Regions from separate parts of the Mus musculus genome. Here region 2 is linked to region 1. A link is a contact called in public promoter capture Hi-C data. All regions are on one chromosome and are shown on one strand. Each heading gives the region's core, a stretch centred on a gene start, on an enhancer-like site or on the middle of the called end of the contact. The rest is flanking DNA. Distances are from core to core; before and after follow the strand shown.

Evidence for each region. Promoter capture Hi-C pulls out the DNA fragments that hold promoters and counts their contacts.
Region 2: a promoter capture Hi-C map of hippocampal neurons shows a contact between it and region 1, with 3 times the contacts expected there. The contact joins the promoter of Ppfia3 here to the promoter of Irf3 in region 1. A contact is called at or near these places in 8 of 39 promoter capture datasets (the C10 cell line, erythroid cells, hippocampal neurons and 5 more), 2 of 484 Hi-C or Micro-C datasets (B cells and embryonic stem cells), 4 of 115 datasets of contacts at active chromatin or transcription factors (bone marrow-derived macrophages, microglia, pancreatic cancer cells and 1 more) and 3 of 9 other capture datasets (adipose tissue, liver and pancreatic islet).

What each region holds. Positions count from the first base shown.
Region 1 is chr7:44,994,172-45,000,797 of GRCm38.p6, forward strand. It overlaps Irf3 (interferon regulatory factor 3), which reads left to right and starts at 3,477. Exons shown (of 8, transcript NM_016849.4): 1 at 3,477-3,737; 2 at 4,534-4,706; 3 at 5,721-5,892; 4 at 5,983-6,053; 5 at 6,201-6,375; 6 at 6,474-6,626. The coding sequence starts at 4,542. It overlaps Bcl2l12 (BCL2-like 12 (proline rich)), which reads right to left and starts at 3,408. Exons shown (of 7, transcript NM_029410.3): 1 at 3,292-3,408; 2 at 2,707-2,821; 3 at 2,373-2,515; 4 at 192-278; 5 at 9-100. The coding sequence starts at 2,813. It overlaps Gm15545 (predicted gene 15545), which reads left to right. Exons shown (of 2, transcript NR_045266.1): 2 at 1-430.
Region 2 is chr7:45,362,123-45,368,748 of GRCm38.p6, forward strand. Ppfia3 (protein tyrosine phosphatase, receptor type, f polypeptide (PTPRF), interacting protein (liprin), alpha 3) reads right to left here and starts at 4,897. Exons shown (of 30, transcript NM_029741.2): 1 at 4,537-4,897. Lin7b (lin-7 homolog B (C. elegans)) reads right to left here. Exons shown (of 6, transcript NM_011698.1): 5 at 6,182-6,345; 6 at 5,769-5,876. The coding sequence ends at 5,855. It overlaps Mtag2 (metastasis associated gene 2), which reads left to right and starts at 4,039. Exons shown (of 2, transcript NR_015480.2): 1 at 4,039-4,152; 2 at 5,254-5,826.

The DNA of each region.
Region 1 (6,626 bases), core at 2,227-4,726:
CTGGTCACCTTTTGGTTGATGACTTCTGCCTCTTCCTCCAGCAAGGCTACCAGCCGCCTTAGCAGGGCTTCCTTCTCCGTGGGTGGGGGTCCCTGGAACTCTGGGGGTGGGGGGCAGAAGAGAATTGGACTGGGAAGGGCCCTGGCTTTGCTCCTACCATCACCCCTCACCAGGGCTCCTCTGCTGCTTACCTGAACTGGGCGGGGACTTCAGTTGCTCCTGCACCAATTGTTCCAGCCGCTGGGCAACCAGGGCATAGAACTCGGAAGAGGCTGGGCCTGAGCAGAAAGAAGCAGCGACGCTTTCTGTTTACAGAACACGGTATTTATGGCGTCTCTCCTAACCATCTTGCCACACAGCAACAATTTCCACTTCACAAAAGGATACACCTCGGCCATGAGACGTTGGTAAATAAAAGATATTAAATGAACATCCTCAGCCTTTCTACTTTGTTGCACCCTCAAATCCAACTGAGAATATTCACGCTGAGCTCTGGAGACCATTGCATCCAGTCAGGACAGACATGCAGCGTTCCTACCATCACCCCCTAGCCCTTGTGCAGTTCACATGCAGCAACAGACCACAGGGCTCGTTTTAAGTAAGCCATCTAACCAGGCACGCCTCTTTAGAGTTATTTTCAAGTTTTATGTGTGTGTTCTGCCTGCATATGTGTCTGTGAACCACTTGGGTGCCCAGTGCCTGTGAAGGCCAGAAAAACAGCATCAGAAGTTGGAGGACATAACAGTTAAGAGAACCGGCTGTTCTTCCAGCAGGCTAGGGTTCAATTGGGTGGTTTTCCTGCACAAATGTCATGTGCCAAGTGCATGCCTGATGATGCCCTCAGAGGCCATAAGGAGGCCCCTTTCCCTAATCCCTAATGTGTGCTTTTCATGCTCCATTTATGTGCTGTTGGGAACTGAATACAAGGCTTCATGCATGCTAGGCAGGCACTCGACTGACTCAACTTTTTGTAGTCCAGGTCGGCCTTAAACTCACAGCAGTCCTCCTGCCTCAGCCTCTCTCAGGTGTTGACTGCAACAATGTGCTACCACACTTGGGTTTGTTGATCACCAATCAAGTCCAAAGATCCCTTCCTCCAGCCTCTTTCTGTTACTTAAAAAGGAGGAAGGATGCGCCCAGTCAGATTACCAACTGGCCAGGGAGTTACGACTGACAACTACACTTCCAGTCTCTTGTGCTGGGGTACTGGAGCTACAAGAAGAGCCAGAGAAGCACCCAAAAAGGAAAAAAGATAAATCACCCGAGGACGGTGCCAAAGCACCTCTCCCGGGTCAACCACGGAATTGCTCTGTAGAAGTCTAAGCTGGGGCTCCACTTTATTGTGCATGCCTGTGATTTCAGTATGAAGTAGGCTGAGGCAGGAGGGCTCCAGCAAATGTGATTATGTCTCAACGATCCTTTTACTGTAGCCCTTAAGCAGTGCACCCCAAAATCCATCAAAGGGCTAGCCAGCCCTTCCTTCCAGCCCTAGCCTAGGAACCAAGCAGGAGCTGTCAAAATGGTGGTACCACGACATCCCCTCAGCATACAGCCTTGGTGAAACACGACTGCAGGGGGCGTCCACAGTGGTAGCAGCATCTCCATCCTCCCTGAGCAGCACCGCAGAGATGGCACCTCAGCCAAAACGGCCTGCAACCAAGGAGGACTGACTTCTCATCCTAACCCATGGGCCGGCCCACTGCAGGGGAAAGGCAATGGCAAAAGCTGCCAGGCCCCAAGCTTCCCAAGCTGGACATCTCTGCCCTGAGAAGCCACCCTCTAAGAAGTCCCAGATAAGCCCCATCCTTTGTCCAATTCCCTGCTGTCTGATCCCAGGAGCAGAGGGCGGCCAGCCATGGTGTCCTCACTCCACTCTGGACTCTCCAACAAATCTCTTTCATGAGATTTTCTGCCTGGTGTGACTCTCTCATCGGAAGAAGCCAGGAAGCAAAGAAGTGGAGCGGTGCTGAGGCTCTACTCCCTTGGGAGCCACAATGCCTCTGCTGAGGAGACTTCCTCTCAAAGCTGTAAGGGTCCTGGCCCCCATGTCTCAGGATACCCCTCCATCGGGACACGTCCCACCTCAGCGCTGTGTGGCTCTTGGGCCCCCAGTCTCAGGCATCCCTTGCACTGGGACCCCTTCTCCCTTCAGAGCTGCATGCTTCCCGGGCTTTGGAGCCCCAGGGTACCTCCTATCCAAGCACAAACACTTACACTTACCCGCTAGAAAGAGGTGTGACAAAGACTTGAAATGGTTATGGCTTGTGCTGAAGCTGAACCGTGTTGACTTTATAATGGGTCCTGTCTGGATTTTTTGGAACCAAAACTCCTAGCCCTGAAAGTTTCACAAGTGACCTGAATAAATCTCTTACCAGGCTCGGAACCATAGCAGGGGCGGAGGGGAAGGAAGTGGGGCCTAGAGGACTCCGTGGGGGGAGCTCCTCTCCCCAGGGGACAAGGGAGGCATCTTCGGAGGCGGCTCAGGAAATCTGTTGTCTCCTCTTGGGCAGGACTCCTAGGGACAAGAACCTCGGAGTTATCCCGAAGGGGTCTGGGCAAGTGATCCCTTCATCCTTTCATGGAAGATCACTCTTGAAACTCAGCCCAGGCACATGGAGTTAGGTCTGATGGGAGTAGATAGGTTTGGACCACAAGACTCAGGAAGATCTTCCCATCAAAGGCTGACGCTGGGGGAGTGGAACTCACCTGGGTGGAGTTGGGACAGGGGACCCAGCGACTTCACCGCGCTTAAGGAAGGCCGTCAGAACCTTCAGTGTGTCCTCTCGGAGACCCAACTCTTCAGAGCCGGCCATGGGGGTACCTGAGGCAGAAGACAGAGGATGCACCCAAGTGCAGGGATAACTCAAACTTCTGAATCACTGAATGAAGAGGGCGCCTAACTCCAAGGAAAAGGTGGTTTTTAAGGGCCAGTGGGGCAGTTGATTCAGTTGAGGAGAAACGGTCTGAATTACTGAGTCTAAGAAAGGAGGTAAATGAGTGCTTGAACTCTTGCAGGAAGGAGCGGGAAGGGGGTTTGGAGTTCCCTCTCAGCTAGCAGCGCCAAAGAAGGCTCGAAGACCGTAGAGAATAGGGAACTACTAATCCTAGTATGCTTTGCGGCAAACGCTGGTCCGATTTCCCCACTTTTCACCGAGCAGTCTGCTGGGAGATGTAGTTCCAATTTTACCTCTGGCGTGCACCGGGAGACCCCGGGTGCTTGGAAGTCACAGCTTGGCAGGACTGGCTGTGGCCTTTCCTGCAACCCTGTCCCCTCCCTGGCACCCAGCTCACCTGGCTCGCGGTTGTGTCCCCGTCGCACTGGCGTACACGCTTTCTCACAATTTCTACAAACTTTTACTTCGGAAGTTCAACTTTCCCACGCCTGCGCACTGGGCCGACACGGCAACCGCCCCAACGTCGAAGGGGTGGAGCCTTCTTTTGCGGTCATTTGCATATGGCGTTCCCAGCATGCCTGTAGGCGGAAGGCCAAAAAAGGGCATTTGAGGGAGTTAGGCCTGCTAAGCCGAAGTGCGCTCCGGGATTTCTTGACTTTATTTCGTCAATGTTGAGAAAAACTTTTTATATCTCAAAATATCGTTAGAAAAGGAAGTCCCAGCGCTCGGAGGCTTAGCTGACAAAGAAGGGGGTTGCGTGGCTGCGAGTCTCAGAACTACTGTTTGGGAGCCCCAAAACCACTGCTGGCACCCGCGCCGCACGGGCGCCCAATTCCTCCCCTGGTAGGTAACGCGGAAGAGCCGGGAGGGTGGCGGCCTCAGGGCGCAGGATCGGGCAAACCTGTCGCTCAGAAGCTCGGCTACCGAAAAGCAGAATGGCCACGCGTTGTAGACGGAAGCCTGCAGTCTCAGCATCCAGGCTGGAGGCAGTAAAGATTGCTGTAAGTTCAAGGCCAGTGAGCTCCAGGCCAGGCTGGACGACAGAATGAGCGCCAGACCAACATGGGTTAAGCGATTTGAAGACCAGCCTGAGCTACTGAATAAGTTTGAGGGTAGCCTGGGTTACAGAGTGCATTCGAGGCCAGCCAGGGCCACAGAGTGAGTTGAAGACCAGCCTTGGCTACATAGCAAGTTCAAGGACAGCCTATGCTACATACTAAGACCCTGTCTCAAACATCCGTAAAAACAATATAGGAACAAAAAACAAAAAAACAGAAGAAGCGACAGCACCTGGGAAAAGACTCTGGAAATGAGTAAGGGTTTTCTGCAAGGGTGAGGCGGTTGTGAGAGCAGTTAGGATCCTTTAAAGACGAGGGAAAGAGGACTCCACTCTTGAAATAGGGTGCCAGCTTTGGATAATAGGAGTTTACATTTAGAAAAGGGAAGGAACCTATGGGTAGAGTTCATATAGAAGACTCTGGGGGGTAGGAGAGGCGGTCCCGTTGGATTTGGAAAGGTGGGAAGGAGTTTCCCGTTTGTACACAATGGTGAAGGAAGACCTGTGTTGTGGCGGGTCGGAGAGGTTTGAGTGCATTTGCCCCGTGACAGACAGGCTCAGGAACTGTCCTGTGGTGCGCAGGCTAGAGCATGGAAACCCCGAAACCGCGGATTTTGCCCTGGCTGGTGTCACAGCTGGACCTGGGGCAGCTGGAAGGCGTGGCCTGGCTGGACGAGAGCCGAACGAGGTTCAGGATCCCGTGGAAGCATGGCCTACGGCAGGACGCACAGATGGCTGACTTTGGCATCTTCCAGGTGCTGGGGGAAAGATTTCAGACGCATTTCTGGGTGTGGCTGGACCAGGGCAGGGGGTGGGATAGGACTGGAGGGACAGACGGGAATTGATTGGCAGATTCTAGGAACAGAATCCTGAAAGCCAGGTTGCGTTTCTTTTTTTTTTTTTTTTTTTTTTTTTTTTTAAAGATTTATTTATTATTTTATGTAAGTACACTGTAGCTGTCTTCAGACACACCAGAAGAGGGAGTCAGATCTTGTTACGGATGGTTGTGAGCCACCATGTGGTTGCTGGGATTTGAACTCTGGACCTTTGGAAGAGCAGTCGGGTGCTCTTACCCACTGAGCCATCTCACCAGCCCTAGGTTGCGTTTCTTAAGAAACGTTCTGGAGCAATGGTTCTCAGTCCCTGGGACGCGACCCCTTTGGGGGTTGAATGACCGTTTCATTGAAAAATAAGTATTTTGACTTCTAACAAAACTACAGTTATGTAATAGCAATACAAATAATTTTGGGGCTGGGGGATCACTGCAACACGAGGAACCGCATTAGGATAGTTGAGAACAGCTGTTTTAGAGGGCGGGAAATCTTTAGGAGTGGGCTCTTGATTTTAGAACCCTTAAGCCTTAAGAGTTGAGACTGCCCTCAAGAGGTGTTATTTGCTTCCTGAGCAGCATGGTAGTAAGAATGTGAGGTGGCCTGGGGTGAGGTACCAAGTAGATAACTAGAATGATGGCTTAAAAAAAAAAAAGCCTTGAAGGTGGACATGGTGACATGAGTTTGTCAGCACCGTGGGCAGGGCAGGGCAGGGTGGAGGGTGAGGTCTCAGCTTGGAGCCCACCTTTGGTTATAATGTGTGAAACCCTGCCTCAAAATCAAAACGATTTTTCTTTAGTGTGGAAATAGTGGGAAAGTATGAGAACGGAGGTCCTGGGGGCTCTGTCATGAACCAGAAGTGGATGGTGTGTGGTGGGAGGTGTCAGGGCCTCGGGCCAGAGTCTAAGTCGTCTTGTTGTGGAATCCCTGATATTTCAGGCCTGGGCAGAAGCCAGTGGTGCCTACACCCCGGGGAAGGATAAGCCGGACGTGTCAACCTGGAAGAGGAATTTCCGGTCAGCCCTGAACCGGAAAGAAGTGTTGCGGTTAGCTGCTGACAATAGCAAGGACCCTTATGACCCTCATAAAGTGTATGAGTTTGTGACTCCAGGTGCGTGTGACAAGGCTGGCCTGGGGGTCACAGAAAGCTTGGGATCAGGAGGGTCTCTGCCACCTACACGCTCACTTCCACTCTGGACAGGGGCGCGGGACTTCGTACATCTGGGTGCCTCTCCTGACACCAATGGCAAAAGCAGCCTGCCTCACTCCCAGGTGAGAGGCAGTCGTCCCGTGCCTCAGCCTTCCCCCCCGCCCCCCACCCCCCAGCCCTTCTCCCGGGACCTCCATTCCTCCACCGGTTGGCTGCCCTCCTGACTCAGCTGAAGCTGTTGACCAGCTAACACCCTCCTCCTCCCCCAGGAAAACCTACCGAAGTTATTTGATGGCCTGATCTTGGGGCCCCTCAAAGATGAGGGGTCCTCAGATCTGGCTATTGTTTCTGATCCTTCTCAACAACTGCCAAGCCCCAATGTGAACAACTTCCTAAACCCTGCACCCCAAGAAAATCCACTGAAGCAGCTGCTAGCTGAGGAACGTGAGTGCCAGCTGTGGCGTGGGAAGGGCTGCGGCAGGGACAGCGCTCCTTACCCTGCTCCTCTCCATTTCTCCCCTCTCACTCCACCGGTGGCTCAGAATGGGAGTTCGAGGTGACCGCCTTCTACCGAGGCCGCCAGGTCTTCCAGCAGACACTCTTTTGCCCGGGGGGCCTGCGGCTGGTGGGCAGCACAGCTGACATGACACTGCCCTGGCAGCCAGTCACCCTGCCCGATCCTGAGGGGTTTCTGA
Region 2 (6,626 bases), core at 3,647-6,146, 370 kb after region 1:
GCTTGGCTCCACTTGACACTGCAAACCAAAGCCTGGTCACTCAGGAACTGAAAAACAGCTGGTGGACCAGTCACTGGCTAAGTGGGTTAAAAGTAGCCTTTACCTATTGTGTCTCGGCTTGGAATCCTCAACCTACTCTATAGAAGAGGAAACTGAGCGCCAAGCCAGAACCACACCTTGAAAAAGACACAGGGCTTTGGATACTGAATTGGGTCACTGGACTGTTATTTGCCCGTCTCTATGCTCTAAAGACCAACACTCCACTTGAACTAATAAGAATAGAAAGCAGAGCGAGAGGGCTGGGGTTGTAACTCAGTGGCACAGCACGTGCTTGGTAGAAAATGAAGCTCTGGATTGAATCTTGTACTACTAAAAGAAAATATTCGTGTATTAAGCCAGGCTAGGTGGTGCGTGCCTGTAATCCCAGTACTTGGGAAGTGGAGATGAAAGAATCAGGAGTTCAAGGTTATCCTTGGTTATTTTAGGGAATTCCGGGTCAGCCTGGGTTACGTTAGAGCCTTTCTCAAAAAAACAAAACAAAATAAAAATGCATAACAGGGAGCAGGGCTGCGTCATTTCGCTCAGGTCACAGGAGGCTGAGCCCCCACACCTAGTAGTCCCCTACATCTAGGGGTCTGAGGCTCCAACAGTCTCTTTTTTGATCCCTCTTTACTTCCAGTGACTCTAGATCTCCTGCACACCATAAATCTAAGCTGTTGAACCCTTCTCCCCGCCGACTCAGGTTCTAGTCGCTCTAGGATGCTCCTCCTGCCCCGCCCTCTTGAGGCGTTAACCAAGAGTGTGGGAGGAGAGAGAGGCGGGATTTATAAGGCCGGAAGGCGGGACTTAGGTTCCCTGGGCCAGGGGCGGGGCAGAGATGTAGAGAGGCCCAGTGAGCCTCTCCCTGGATCACTTCAGGTCCAACAAGTCCATCTGGCCAGACCGAAAGCAGGAGAGACTTTCACTCCGTTCCTTCCCCTCAACACATGCAGCGACCTAACCGGTTTGAGATTGGATACTTCCCAACTCCACCCAAATGAGAACTGTGACCAAAGCCATTGGGTCCTTGGGTTTCTGTGAGACAAGAAGGGTTCTGGAATACAGGAAAGAATGCAGCAGGGTCCCTAAATTCCCTTTGACTTTAAATTGTCTGGATGGAACTCTACACTTCCCAGAAACTGGATCCATCAAAAGTTTATAAGCTTTAGGCTAGATTCCCCCGGCCCCCAACATGAAAGCTCAAAACCGCAATCGGGTCAAAATGTACAGCCTAGGATGAGTGAGATTACTGTAGACTCTCCGATTCACTGAGAAAGAGAATGGACAGCCAGTGTTACCAAGATGCTACAGAACACAGAAAAGATTAAGAGCCTCCACACTGAGCAAGTGACTGAAGGCAAGAGCGGCTCTTTCGGCTAACTAAAGGGTTCTATGCTACAACTGAGGACTGGAAGGTAAAATCAGCCCAAAGCCACATGGTAACATAAATAGGTGCCTGGAACCCACAGAAGTGAGCAAAATGACATAGAGGAGCACCCCTAATGCAATATATAATAGATCTGGTCAAAAGACAGAATCTAGGACTCAGAGTCTGCTTAGCATGGATGCCTGGCCATAGGAGTCCAGGTGAGGCAGGAGGATTTTGTGTTCAAGACTACCACAATGAAATCCTGCTCCAAATACACACACACACACACACACACACACGGCCAGGAAAGCCAGGAAGATGGCTCAGTGGACAAAACTTGCTACCAGGACTGAAGACCTGAGTTGGAGATTCTGGGACACACATGGTGTATGAAGAAGAGAACTCCTGCAAACTGTCCTTTGACTTCCACATGCACACATACAGAAAAACAAAATGTACCAAATAACAACAGAGAGAGAGAGAGAGAGAGAGAGAGAGAGAGAGAGAGAGAGAGAGAGAGAGATCCTCTGGTGGGGGTGGTCTGTTTAGGAAACAGGAACATTTTGAACCTGAAGACTCTAGAAAAGGCCAGCATCTAGAACAGGCTCAGAATGCCAGGGCAGCAGATGGAGCTGGAAGCCTCTGACCCAGCTGGGAACAAGACTGACACCAAAGCTAAGGCCACAGTAAGGAAAGGCAGAAGCTGCAGACAGGGATCTAGAACCCGAGGCTTCATAAGATAAGCAGAACACGGCTCTGGAAACTTCCAGGTTTAAGATTGTGTAAGCTATGGGGGGCTGGAGAGATGGCACAATGATTAATAGCACTGACTACTCTGCAAGAGGACCTGTGTTCAATTCCTAACACTTACCTGGCAGCTCACAATGGTCTAATTCCAGTTCCAGAGGACCTGGCACCCTTGCATAAACATATATGCAGACAAAACACTAATGCACATAAAATAAAAATAATTAATTAATTAAAAAAAAGACTGTGCACACTAGAGTTCCAAAGAATACTAGACTATTTAATTGAAAATGACACATTCTGCAAGTTAGAATATCCTGGGAAGAAGGGAATCTAGAACATCAGCAGACGTGGCCCGAACATAAAACACATCTACAATGGAAACTCAGCAGATACTAGTCTTTAAGGGTGGGCATAAAGTGAGCCCTTTTTGTAATTGGTCAAGTGCTAGTAATTGAAGCCTGGCCTTTGTGCATGTGAGGTAAGTGCTCTGCCCCAGCAACAACCCCAGCCCCTGTAGCTAGAAATATAGGGCATGTCTGAGGAGAGGCCTGAGAGCAGAGAATGGCTTAGGCATGTTGTCTAGATATTGGTAAAGACCAAAAAAGAAAAAGAAGGAAGGGGAAGAGGAGAAGAATAAATAGAAGAAAAAGAGGATGAAGAGGAGGAGGAAAAATGTAGACAACATAGTGAGTTCTAATCCAGCCTGGGACGCATGGCAAAATCCTGCCACTGGGGATGGGAAAGGAGCAAGTAAAAAAAAAGACATGCTTAGAAGTTAGTTCATGGCCTTGAAGTGGATCACATGCCTTGGTGAGGACGGAACAGGCACATCATCTGGAAATGTTCTGGAACTTAGGATCTTGAACATAACACAGGGAAAGGACACATTTTTAACTAGAAGTGCAGAAAGACAGCTGCCTGGTTCCAAATAACCTCGTGAACCTTGATCCCAAAACACACCTGGAGGAAAGGATGGCTGTTTGGTACTTGGAGTATGAGACATCAGATATTACCATATGGGTCTCTAGAGGCAATGAGATGCCAGAAATATCCAGCTTTGGGGGAGAGGAGACTCTGCAAGTCTAGCACCTGAGATGATAGAGCAGATGATAAGTGCTCGTTAAAGCCATGGGAGATGTGAAGTTGAGGCCACCAAGACATGAAGATGGGAGTGGAATGCAGAGCCAAGGTCCAGACTTTTGAATCTACCTAGGGGTGAAGAAACTTAGAGCCTGACTGTTTGGTGGGAGTGTAAGCCTGGGTGGGTGGTCTGATGGACAGGACACTCACCACTGTCAGAGATTCTGGGTCCCTGAGATGAGTGTTTGTTCAGGTGGAGGTTATAAGATGGGGGTGAGACACTTAGATCTCCAAGGGGGAGTGAGGACAGAAGCAGAGGAATTGCATTCCAGGTCTTTGAAAAGAAGTCATGGCGCCTGAGTCTATAAGGCAGCAAGCAGGTGCTGGTGTACCAAGAGGCTGGTCATATTTGTCTGCGGAGGGCAGGGGGGAGCTGTTAAAGTAGGTGCTAAGTGGGGAGGTGGGGGCAAAGGCTAGGAAACTGGATTCCCCGGGTGCTGAATAAGGTGACAGTGATTAGTCAGGGCCAGCAGATATATGGACACTAACAGCTTTTCAGAACCAGGTGGGAGCGGGAGGCTCCATGCCAAGGTTTCTAAGTGGCCTGGGCAGGGACATTCACAAGCTCTATGTAAGTGAAGCAGCTAGAGTCCCAGAAAGCTAGAGTGCCTAAAGATGGGCCTGAGAGCCCTGCGGCCCATCTGGGAGGGGGGCGCCGGGGAACCCCAGGTCAAAGGCGCGGTGAGGGGGAGGAATCCCCACACCACCTGCACCCCCCTCCTCCCTAGCGGCCGTGGAAGGAGATGGGGGAGGCGAGGCTACCGAGAGCTGACCATGGACAGCTCCGGCGCGGGCCTGTGTCCAGGGCGAGCCGGCCTGGACCGAGGAACGTCTCCGGTTGATTCAACCAGAAGGTGGGGGACGCAAATGGGGGAACGATTTGGACGCAATGGAGGAAGCCCCACAGCGGTGACCAGGGTCTGGAGCTCCCAGGACTGGGCCCAGAGGATGGATCTAGACTGAGGGATCCCCTGGGCTGAGCTGAGGGATCCAGGCTTCTGGGCCCTGGAGGAGGCACAAGGAGGTAGCCCGCCTGAGATACTAGGGTTCGGCGGGGCACTCTCAGCTCCGGGAAGGGACACGCCTGGGTCTCTTGGGTTGGCTTGTGAAATCTGGACTCTGGGTTCCCTTGGGATGAAGATGGGAATGTAGGATTTCGGGCAAGCTGGTCGGAAACGCTAGCCCAGGGGTCCCCAGGGTGGGCGCTGCCGGGCAAGCTGGGCCGGGCTCTTACCTACCTGGTCCGCGACGACTGCGGGAGGAGCTGGGCTGCAGGAGGGACGCGGGGTGGGGTAGGGGCACCGGGCGGGGCCCCTGGCGGCGGCCGGGGCCCGGATCTGGAGCTCTGGAACCCTGTCTACGCCGCTAGCGCGGGCTCAGCGTCTCTTGCTCCGGCTCCAGCGCTGGGGACCCCCCTCCCCCTCACGGTCTCACAGCCTTCTTACTCCCTAAAATAGCCCCCTGCCCTTGTCACCGTACAGCCTCCCCCCGCGAGGCCGCAGTCGCCAGATCCAGGGGTGCCCACCAGCGCCCCCCCAAATCCCACCTTCTCCCCCCCCAAAAAATTCTCCTCCCTCCCCCTCCCCCCCCACAGATCCCGGGCGGTCGTGGCCCCTTTAACAGAAGACTGACGGACGGTGCTGAATGGCCAATGAGAATTGGCCTCCGTGCCGGCCGGCGACCAGACCCCGCCTCCACATCGGGAGGGAGGGGCCGCGCGGGCGGAGAGCTGGGGGCGGGACTCATGGTGCAGCGACCAATAGGCATGCAGCGTGCGGCGGCCTGGGAGGGAGGCGGAGCCCGGCAGAGGATGATGTCACCTGAATCTAGTAGCGCGCAGCATGGAACGCGAGTCGCGACCCCGGGTCCCCACGGCGGCGCGCGTCTCACGGGACACGAGGGTTGGGCGGCGGGATAGGAATTCAACATTCAAGGTGGGATTTTTTTTTTTTAAGACAAGGGCGGCTCCCGGAAGGATGTGCTCGGTTGGAAGGTGAGGCAAGTGGACGACGGGTGGCGAGTGCGTGTTACTCTGCACCCCTGCGCCCGTCTAGGGTACTGCATGCGCCCCACCAACCCGACTCCTACGCAGACGGTGGCACGGCCCGCAAGGGTTCCCCCAGTGGATGGTTCGCTCCGCCCCGCCTACAGAGGCAATGATCAGGCGGCTTCTGCTGGTTTCAAGACTCCCGCGTCCGACTCACTGGAGACCTTGCCAGGCCTTGGCCTTCCGAACCTCTTAAGGGTTGGGGGCAGTGGTCTTTAGTGGTGCTCCCTGGCGCTCACATAGACGCAGCCTTGGGTCGGGCTAGTCTCTGGGACACCGGCCAGCCTCCGCCTTCAGAGCTGCGCGAGCGTTGTCTATCATGGTACACAGACTGGAATGAGCTTGTTCTTAACCTCAGCTTCACTGTCCTCCTCCCCCACAGAGACTATTCCAGGATGCGCGACAGACACACAAGACACTCGGTGAGGGTTAAAGATCTTTAAATAAGGAGCCAGTGACAATAAATAATACTGTACAGGGGAGGAGAAGGAGGGTCCTGGTCTGTGATTTCAGCCTCGAGACTCCAAGGACCTGTGAGGGTGTAGAGAGGGGAGTTTTAGACACAGGGTAGGTTCAGGGGTGGGGTGGGGGAGGGCGCGTAAGATGTTCAATGGTGGGGTTCTGGAGACAACAGTTCAGAAAATCAGGCACAGGGCTTCTGGAGTTGGGGAGCCAGAGGGTCCCAGGGCCTTAGCTACCATGGCAGGAGTCAAAGGTCAGAAAACCCCTGGTGGAGAGCCAGAGATAAATGTTGAAGGCCGCTGTGCTCACTGGCCTGATTTGGGTATCTAAGGTTGGGGAAGGCAGCAGGGAGAGGATGGTGACTGGAGGCTCACGTGTAGCTGTGGTGCTGCTGGCGCCGACGGGCAGATCGCATCTTCTCGAAGCGGGCTTCCATCTCCTCCAGCACCCGAGGAGTGTAGCGCACCACCAGTTTCACTGAGCCCTGTGCAGCCTTCAGGAGTTCCACCGCCTTTTCATGGTGTTCGCCTTCCACACTCTGCAGGGCAGGCCTCGCACAGACTGCTGGCCCAAACCGCTGCCCTTACCACCCTACCCAGGACATGGGACCAGTGGATAGTGACACGGCTGCTGGGGTCAAGTCTCCAAGGCCTCATATCCCTCTAGTGGATCACCAACTTTAGGCACAGCACCCACAACCTAAAAACTGCATGTCAAGATAGCTTTGAGTCCCAGTGTCCTCAATGAACCAGGCCACTGAACCTGTCCCAAAAAAGTCTGTCTACACCCCCTAAGCTTATTGATCTCCTGCCCTCACTG